Linked DNA regions of Anas platyrhynchos: all the other regions are linked to region 2. A link is a contact called in public Hi-C data. All regions are on one chromosome and are shown on one strand. Each heading gives the region's core, a stretch centred on a gene start, on an enhancer-like site or on the middle of the called end of the contact. The rest is flanking DNA. Distances are from core to core; before and after follow the strand shown.

Region 1 (3,002 bases), core at 187-2,686, 210 kb before region 2:
AACTAAAAACAATTAATTTTGCGACAAACAAAGAGAGAGAAGTCCAAGTTAACTACTGGAAGTGTAGAAGTATTGTTCAATGATTGTTAAATACCCATCCAGCGCATGCCTTATGTCCTAACACCCAGCACACAAAGTTTATCTTCTTTTTGCGCCATTACCAAGAAAAGTTCAGAAACACTAGGAGAGGTAGTGGTTATAAAAAAGCTCTGACCCCTTAGCTGAAGAATACGATATCCTTCCCTACAGTACACCAGTTGTTTTGGGGTCAGTCACCTCAATGCAATCTATCAACTTCTTAATAATGCACTGCCTAAGGACCCAGTGTTTTTACGATCCAGCAAATGCCTGTCAATAAGTTACTGAAATCACGCACTCCTCCCTTTTTTTCTTAAATCCTTCAGATAATAGAAAAATATTATGCACCTATGTGAAAAACATCAGCTCTCCCAATGTAACTTGCCAACACTGAAAACTTAAATACAGAGAATTAATTTTATCTCATTTAAACAAACCAGCTTAAAAAACAGCATCGAACAGGCAACCCTTTGCCCAGTGATTATAACTGCAGTGATGAAGAAAATCAACCAACATCATCATTCCAAAACATGACAGAACTTCAAGCCTGTCACGGAGCCTGAGTGGGCCAGTGTTCCATAACTCCATTTTCTTTCAGGAAACACGAAGATAAGCACTCAGCGATTTACTTGCAGCATGGAAGATTTATTACCAGCTCCCACCTTCTCTCTACGAGCTTAAGTGAATCCCTCACCTTCTTGCGTTTCTTCCCCAGCAGCGACAGCTCCACGTTGATGTGGTTGAAATCCCTCCGCAGGGTTCCCCGGGGCCCCTTGACGATGACGGTGCGGCCCTTCAGCGACACGCTGACTGCGAACCAAGCACAGAGGCGCGTTAGGCGGCGGCGGGGCCGCTTCCCGCGGGCTTCCCGCACGCAGCCCTACCTTGGTCGGGGATGTCAACGGTCTGGTTGCTGAGGATGGTCTTCATCCTAGGGGCGACAACCACAAGGCGTTGGCAGCCGCGCGGACGAGCCCCCTGCCGCCCCCCTCCCCCCCACAGCTACGGGCGCCCCCCCCCCAGGCCGGGGCTAGGCCGCGGCGAGGCCTCCACCAGGAGGGGAGGGGGGGGGGGGGTAAAGGAGGCGCCATCGGGGCGGCTCCCGGCCGGCAGCGCCCCATCAGAGCGCCACGAGGGCGGCCGGCGCCGCCCCGGGGATCTGCCCGCACCCCCCTCGGGGCGCTGCGGGGGCCGCCCGCGGCGGATGGCGGCGGATGCGGGGCGGATGGCGGCGGCCGCAGCTCCCCCTCACCTGGCGGCGCGCGGGGCGGAAAGAGGCTGCGCGTGACGTCATCGCGTACTTATACCCCCGTCTGCCTGCTGACGTCATCAGCGGCAGGCAGGCAGGACGGAGCGAGGCTCGCTGCGCGCCAACGGGCGCGGGGAGCCGAGCGCCGAGCGCATCGAGCGGGGGAGCTGTGAGGGGGGAGGGGGCGCCGCCGCCATGGCGCTGCTGCTGCTGAGGCACCGCGCCCGGGTGAGGGGCAGCCCCGCGGGGTGTGGGGCGCTATGGGCTCGGGAGGGGGCAAATGGGGCTGTTTGTAACCGGTACGTTTGTAATTTTTTGTAATTCCGTCAATTGTGTTTATCCGCCTTGTTTTTTTTAAGGTGTCGGCGAGGCACGCGTGTGCCCGCTGCGGGACGGGGGGCTCCCTGCCTGAGGAGAAGAAGGAGGCGCTGCGGAACGGCCCGGGGCTGCGGGACTTCGTCTGCGGGGAGCTGGCCGACAGCAGCGCCTGGGCTGGGTATGCGGGAGCCCTGAAGCGCCAGAAGGGCGAGAGGTAGGTGTCAGGTAAATTTAGGCGGCTGCGGTGGCAGCCCTGCGGTGCCTCGCCTGTTTAATGCCAGTACAGGTCACACACAACGCGCTTCCATTAAATTATCTCGTCAAAGTGCTCGCCGGTCTGATTTCTGAAGGAAAAAACACGGTGTTCGCTTTAAATACGCACCAAAACGTTGAGGCACTGTGGTATTTTTCTCACCTGAGTGCTTGTGCCATGCCCTGTATCTAACTATAAGCAGGCGTCAATGGGGGAGTGAAGTGGTAAAAAGCTATAACCAGTATTGAAAAATTAACGCAGAGTAAATTTTTAAATGCTTAGAACATATATCTAGTTAGCAGTTTGATCAGACTTTGGGATAGGCGTGCAATGTACACCGCCATGAATTGCTGCGATCCCCACTGTGAAATCCCCCTGCTCCTGCTAACAGCCTTAAACCTTCCAATGAGCACAAACTCCCAATTTTGGATATTGGGATGCTAATAAGCATGGAAGATGGAAGTCTGTTGTGACTATGAGTGATGTTAACGTTGGTCACTGAGCTGTGTCAATATCCAAGAAACCTTTCCTCATCGTGATATGTAACAAGTTGACATAGATCTAAGAAAATAATGGAAACTTACGTAAATATTTTATTAATCCTGTTTGCTTCTTTTTCAGGCTGCGGCTTCCACCATGGCTGAAAACTAAGATTCCCATGGGAAAGAATTACAATAAACTAAAGAATACCTTGAGAAGCTTAAATCTTCATACAGTAAGTCTAGTACTAACTAAATTTTCTGGTAGAAATAAGGCATTTTTTAATGATGCAGAGTTATTTTTTTGTGGAAGACAGGTAGAAATTATGTCTTGCATGGTCTTTGATGCTGAAACCAAGACCAAAGCTGGCCCTTTTTGACTGTGATGAATTTTACCCTTAATGAAAAAAAAAATCCTATAGAGAACTTCATATTTTTCTGCTATGATTTTAAACACGAGAGTTTACTACTTGCATCACCAATCAGATCAGAAGATGCTACGTGTGACTGTTCTTAATGGAAACACAATTTCAGAGACATGTAACTGGTTTGTAAGAAAAGACATTCTAGAAATACCCATTTCATTAAATATATGTTCAAGATGATAAAAAGTGATGGGTTTGCA
Region 2 (2,800 bases), core at 39-2,538:
GGAGAAGCACGGGAGCAGCACTGCTGTGAGGGTCTGCAGGCAAGGAGCGGACATTTCAGCCACGACAAGAACCCGCTGGCTGCCCTCCTCTCCCGTGAGGAAACGTTTCCTTCGAGAAGAGAGCGTGGCGAGGCAGAGGGGTCGGGATGGCTCACCTTTAACCGTTTCACCACCTCATCGTTAGTGATCTTGTCCGTGATCTCCTTCACCCCGGGCGGGTAGTAGATGATTTTACCGTCGGCGGCAGGTTTCGGCTGGGTAGCAGGGAAGTCCATCCTGGCGCCGCCGCTCAGAAACTTTCCCTCCGCGCAGTCCTCTACCGGCCTCTATCGGTCAGAAAACAAAAGTTCAGCGGAATGGGCACGACTTTCTAACCCTCTTTTTCCCATTTCTAACCCTCAATTCGCACAAGGCCCCGCTCCCCGCCGCGCCGGCCGAGCCCCCCGCCGCCGCCCCCCGCCGGGCCGGGCAGCCCCGGGGCCGGGCCGCCGCCCCCCCCCGCCGCCCCGGCCCCTCGGCTCCCCCCCGCCGCCTCCTTTCATCGCGGGGCTGCTCCAGCCCGACGCTCTCACTTCGGAGCCGAGGCTTTTACAATGAAATTTCGGCCCCCATCCGAGGATGCCCCGGCCCCGGGGCCCCGCCGCCAGCCCCGGAGGGAGGGGAGCGGGGGGGAACCGGCCCCGGCCCCGTCAGGGGGGGCTCCGGAGCCGGCCCCCCGCCGCCGGGAGCCGAGGCCTAAGCGCTTAGGCCTCAAAACTATCAGGAGGCAGAGAAACCAACGGCGGAGGGGGAGGGAGGCGGGGAGGGAGGCAGGGAGGCGGCGGCGATCGCAAACAAAACCCCCCCGGCGGCCCCCCCCGAGCCCCAGGGCCCCCCCCGGGCAGGGGGCCAGGCCGCTGCCCACTTTCCGTTTGTTCCCGCAACTTCACGGCCGCCCCCCCCGGCCCCCCGGCCCCTCCTCGCCGCCCCGCCGCCGCCCCTCACCCCAGCGGGGCCCACAAAGAGCCCCCCCGGGCCCCGGCCCCGCGCACCCCCGGCCCCCCTCGGAGGAGGAGGAGGAGGGGGGAGGAAGGAGGGGAGCGGGACGCGGAGCCGCCTTTACCTCATGCAGCTCCGGAAGGTGCAGCATTGAGCAGGCTCCGCGCCGGCTGCTCCTCGCCCCGCCGCCGCCGCCGCCGCCCCCCCGCCGCCGGCCGCTGCCCTGCGCTCCTCGCCGCCTCCCTCCCTGCTCCGCGGTGCGGCGGCTCCTGCTCGGGGAACGGGGGAGGGGGAGCTGCTCGCTGCTGCTGCTGCTGGCGGCGGAGGAGGCAGGGGGAGACGGGGAGGCTCCGGCGGAGCGTGCGCCGCGGGGCCACAGTGCCGCTCTCCGACCGGCCGGGGAAGGGCAGCCGGGAGGAGGCTCCGCGCCGCCCCCTCCGCCGGCCTCCCCTCCCTCCTCCTGCCGCCCAGGCGGGATCCCCCCCTTCCCCAAGCCCGGCACGGCACGGCCCCGGTCGCAGGGCAGCGGGGGGGAACCGGCCGGAGAGCGGCGTCCCCCCGCAGAGCCTCCCGCAGGGCGGCGGCGGGGCAGTACCGGGCAGTACCGGGCACGGCCGCCGCAGCGCTGCCTCACGCTTGGCGCCAAAAGCCCTGGAGCGGCCCCTCGGGGCTCCCCCTGGCCCCTCGGGGCTGGCTCCAGCCCCTCAGGGCTCCCCGCAGTCTCTCAGGGCTGTCCCTGGCTCTTCAGGGTTCCCTGAAGTCCTCAGGGCTGCCCCCAGCCCCTCAGAGTTAATCTCAGTACCTCAAGGCTGCCCCCAGCCCCTCAGGGCTCCCCGCAGCCCCTCAGGGCTCCCTGCAGTCTCTCAGTGCTCCCCACAGTCTCTCAGGGCTGTCCCTGGCTCTTCAGGGCTCCCTGAAGTCCTCACGGCTTCCCCCAGCCCATCAGGGTTAGCCCCAGCCCCTCAGAGTTAATCCCAGTACCTCAAGGCTGCCCCCAGCCCCTCAGAGCTCCCCAAAGCCCTCAGGGCTGTCCCCCAGCCGAGCCCCGACCCTCAGGGGTCTCCTCCTTTGCCATGTGAGGTGTGTGTGAGGACTGGGGGATGCAGAGGGGACTGGGACATGTTTGTCCCCACAGCTCGTGCTCCCCACACCAAGGTGTGTGGTGCTGTTGGCAGTTTCTGTGGCGTTTTGTGGGCGCTGCTCAACCCCACGTTTCCCTTTCAGCTTTTATTTCTTCCCCCGGCGATGGTGTTGAGGCCCAGCCGGTGTGATATATCACAAAATTTGTGGTAAATTGTGCACGATGGCACCAACAGTGTGAAGGCAGGTAAATAGCCCTTCCTCAGATAGTTTGGGGATAGATCCACATCTACACATCGACATCTGCATTTTTCGCCCTCGCTGTTGGCAGATGAGCATCTCAAACATTGGTTTCCTTATAAATCTTCAGCAGGAACTTGAAGGTGCAGATCGAAGGGGCCCTTGCCAGTATTCTCAGGAAAGCTTTCCCTGTGAAATGGCCCTGTAATGTAATATTCTTCCATCTTTCCAAGAGATGGAATATGTCTGGAAAGAAGGTCAGTAGCAAAGTAGGATGTATCTGTCCATTTTGAATCTGCAGTTCATGTAATATGTGTCCACGTATAGACACAAGTACTTATCCAGCTGCCCGCCCTGTCTGCAACTTCTTGGCTAAGTGAACCAGCTGAAAGTATCGTTCTCACTTTTGAACACCTCTAGTGTATTTTCTGCAGAGGCAATCTGAGGAAGACAGCTGGGGTCAGTGTGGCCAAAGGGGACAAGGAGCTGGCTGAGTGTACAG
Region 3 (3,168 bases), core at 170-2,669, 130 kb before region 2:
GTTGTCCTGCACCGTACAGAAAGAGCAGGCACTGCATTATCTTTCTATAGATCTCAGTGTCCTGAAAGCCTCCAGTTCCTGAATAAACAACAGTTGTAAGTGCAATCTCATGCTCTGTTCTGAAAATCTACCTACACTGCTCAGATTTTGCGCGCCTTAGGCCGGAGGGATGGTTACTGCTGTCCTGTTCCTGTTTTCCAGACAGAGCAACATCTGTGGCTTGCAGCATTTGGGTCTGCAATAAAATATAACAGTCCATTAGACAGGCCCGACATGTTCACCTTTTATCTTTTAAAATCTTGTGGCAGGATCCATAAGAAGCGCTGCTTGTGCTGCCTCCCCGTTACCTGCTCCGGGGCCTGCTGTGGCCCATGGGTTCCCCTCGAGCTGTGTGAGGAGACATCAGCGCACCCAAGGCGAGGAGCTGGGCTGGGAGAGAGACATGATGGGCACTGGGGCTTTTCCAAGCGAGGTTTTATCTTTATTTATTTATTTTTATGGGGAAAATACAGGTGTGAACTGCTGCATGGACAGGTCAAGCAGATTCTCAGGGCATGGGATGCGCCCTCGCTGCTGGGTTGTGCTTGGGGACTGGAGCAGGACACTCGGCAGCCAGGTGTTTGCTCGGGGACACCTCCGGCCGCTCCCTGCCACCCTGTTCCCCCGGGGGGCCGCCGCTTTTCGCCTCAGGGCCCCCCCATTTCCCCGCACCGCCGGGGAGGCCCCGAGCCCTGCGGCGGGCGGGCTCCCCGCCGCCCAGCCCGCTCCGTGACAGGGCGGGCGGCAGGCGGCCGCCTCCCGGGGCGCTCCCTCAGCTCTGGCAGGGAGGGGGAAGCGGCGGCAGCCGGAGGAACCCCCCGGGGAGCCATCCGTGGGCTCGCCGCCCCCCGCTGCGGGCTGGGCTCGGCTCCGCGCAGCCGGCGGCCCCTCCTGAGCGGCGGCGGCGGCAGAGCCGGGCTCCTCAGCGCGCATGCTCGGCGCCGCCGCCATTTTGGTGGGGCCGGGACTTCTCCAGCAGCGGCGGCGGCGGCGGAGCTCGCTGGGCCCGGCTCGGTGGCGGCGGCGGTGGCGAGGAGAAGGAGGTGGAGGAGGAGGTGGAGGGAGGAGGAGGAGGAGGTGGTGGGGGTGCCCGCTGCGGAGATGGCCAACATCGCGGTGCAGAGGATCAAGCGGGAGTTCAAGGAGGTGCTGAAGAGCGAGGAGGTCAGAGCCTCTCCCCGTTGTCCCCCCCTCCCTCCCGGGCCGCCACCTTCCTCCCCCTCCTCCTCCTCCTCCTCCTCCTCCACCCCCGGTGCTGGCGGCGGCCCCGCCGGTCCCCCCCGGCCCCACCTCCTCCTCCCCGCCGCCGGGGGTGGGCCCGGCCCGCGGCTCCGGGGAGGGGAAGGGAAGGGAAGAGGAGGAGGGCGAGGCCCGGGGAGCCGGCAGCCGCCGGGCCCTTCCCCCCGGGGGCCATGGGGGGGGAATGGGGATGTGTGGGGGGAGCCCCCCGTGAGGGGCGGCCGCTGCCGGGCCTGCCCCGCCGCCCACGGCCCTCGCCCCCGCAGCCGAGGCCCTGCCCGCTGGGGGAGGCCGGGGGGGGCTGGGGCTGGGGCAGGGAGCGCCTCGCTGCCCGGCAGCGTGCCTTGCACCTCACCCTTGTGCGTTTCTTGCAGGTAAATCCCTCCTCGCGGAGGGTGCTTCAGTGCAGAGCTTGCGTTTCCCCCCCCGTGTAGGTTCTCGCCTTCAGGTGGATGGATTTTTAAGCCTCACGCGCCTTTCTGTCTCGCTACCTAGCCCTCCTGGCTTGCTCAGCAGAGTGTTTCTGGAATGGTGTGCGCCTGAGGGGCGTGTGGTGGTCGGTAAGGCAAGCTGGCTGCTTTCAGGGGGGATCAGAGAAGTTTTGGAGCTGTTCAGGGCCTTACACGGCAGCTTTTTTGCAGTGTTGCATCAGTGCAGCTTCTGCTGTGTCTGGGGCTGAGTTGGCGAACGTCAGCCAGATAGGATTTAATAGTTGTGTCGTCATTGTCGTCCTACTTGGGATGATGTTGCAGGTTAGATGCTTGTGAAATGCTAATGTGAGCCTGGAACTCCTACCGCTGGTGCTTTAGAAATCTGGACACATTCACAGAGGACAAGCTGAGAGGGTATTTTTTTTGAAGATGGTGATGTTTTAATGAAAACGTGTTCAGGGTAGCAGTAGGTGATGTGCTTTAAAATTTAGTGTAGGAACAGTATTGTTGCTATGCAGCTTGAACTATCCCCTAGAAAAACGTAAGGGCCTTGTTTTACAGCTGCCTTTAGAGCCCAGGCTGCTGTCACCAAGTTCCTGCACACTGACTACAGAATTGCCTGTAAGCTAAGAGAAATTTCTAGGTGGGTATCTTCATACCAAAGCTACAAAGACTAGACCTGGTACCCCATATAACAGCTGATCCTGTGGGAACAAAGAAGACTTGATTTGATAATGCTGTATAACAGCTTTAAGACACCTTCCCCTTGCTTGATGCAGGGAAAACAAACAAAAAACATGTTCTCCAGTTCAGGGTGTGGGGGAAGGGGAATCCATGCCAAATTTTCTTACTCTAGAGGTTGGTCCAGGAACATTTTTTCTCTGTTCCTGTTTTAGTCTATGCAGTGAAGAGCTCAGCATAGAAAGCTGGAAATAAAGACCATTTCATAGTATTATTTAAACTGAGCAAAACTTCCCACAAGTAATAATTATGAAATATATTATGAAATTTTAAAGTTATAACACAAGAGTTTGATATTAGCAAGCCACATCTGAGTGTTATATTGGCATAGAAGCGTATAGAACTGCTGCTTACAGGATATACTACCTGCATCTTGAACATGGAACTTGGGCATTCATAAATGCTTAGACAACCAAATTCTGTTGCGAATGTTCAAAGGCGATCAAACTGTGATGTCAGTAGTACCACTAAGCATGAAAGTACGTGGAATGAGATGATGAATAGGGAGGTATAACTAAGTGTACAAATCAAAGAGGAAAACAGATGTTTTCTTCTGCATAATTTGTGTGCCAAGAGGAGCCTTAAATATTGCTCCTTTAAAAAAAAATCACAAATGGTGATGCTAAATTTGTTATTTAGAAGTTTAAGTCTCTCTGTGAAGGCAAAGTGGCTCACATTATCTGCTCTCAAATTATTCTTGATTTGATGCTTTGAGCTA

Evidence for each region. Hi-C and Micro-C count contacts between places; a contact is called where the count stands out from the background.
Region 1: a Hi-C map of subcutaneous adipose tissue shows a contact between it and region 2, with 4 times the contacts expected there. The contact joins the promoter of RPL9 here to the promoter of PDS5A in region 2. A contact is called at or near these places in 3 of 8 Hi-C or Micro-C datasets (F1 follicle, liver and subcutaneous adipose tissue).
Region 3: a contact with region 2 is called in a Hi-C map of subcutaneous adipose tissue, with 2.6 times the contacts expected there. The contact joins the promoter of UBE2K here to the promoter of PDS5A in region 2. A contact is called at or near these places in 5 of 8 Hi-C or Micro-C datasets (F5 follicle, liver, skeletal muscle and 1 more).

What each region holds. Positions count from the first base shown.
Region 1 is chr4:56,040,018-56,043,019 of IASCAAS_PekinDuck_T2T, reverse strand. RPL9 (ribosomal protein L9) reads right to left here and starts at 1,436. Exons shown (of 8, transcript XM_027457230.3): 1 at 1,331-1,436; 2 at 963-1,009; 3 at 773-888. The coding sequence starts at 1,008. It overlaps LIAS (lipoic acid synthetase), which reads left to right and starts at 1,400. Exons shown (of 11, transcript XM_027457229.3): 1 at 1,400-1,555; 2 at 1,687-1,859; 3 at 2,520-2,613. The coding sequence starts at 1,523.
Region 2 is chr4:55,827,244-55,830,043 of IASCAAS_PekinDuck_T2T, reverse strand. PDS5A (PDS5 cohesin associated factor A) reads right to left here and starts at 1,288. Exons shown (of 34, transcript XM_072037698.1): 1 at 1,103-1,288; 2 at 156-326. The coding sequence starts at 1,129. LOC106020445 (a long non-coding RNA gene) reads left to right here and starts at 1,600. Exons shown (of 3, transcript XR_002406837.4): 1 at 1,600-2,800.
Region 3 is chr4:55,955,459-55,958,626 of IASCAAS_PekinDuck_T2T, reverse strand. UBE2K (ubiquitin conjugating enzyme E2 K) reads left to right here and starts at 1,419. Exons shown (of 8, transcript XM_072037701.1): 1 at 1,419-1,652. The coding sequence starts at 1,452.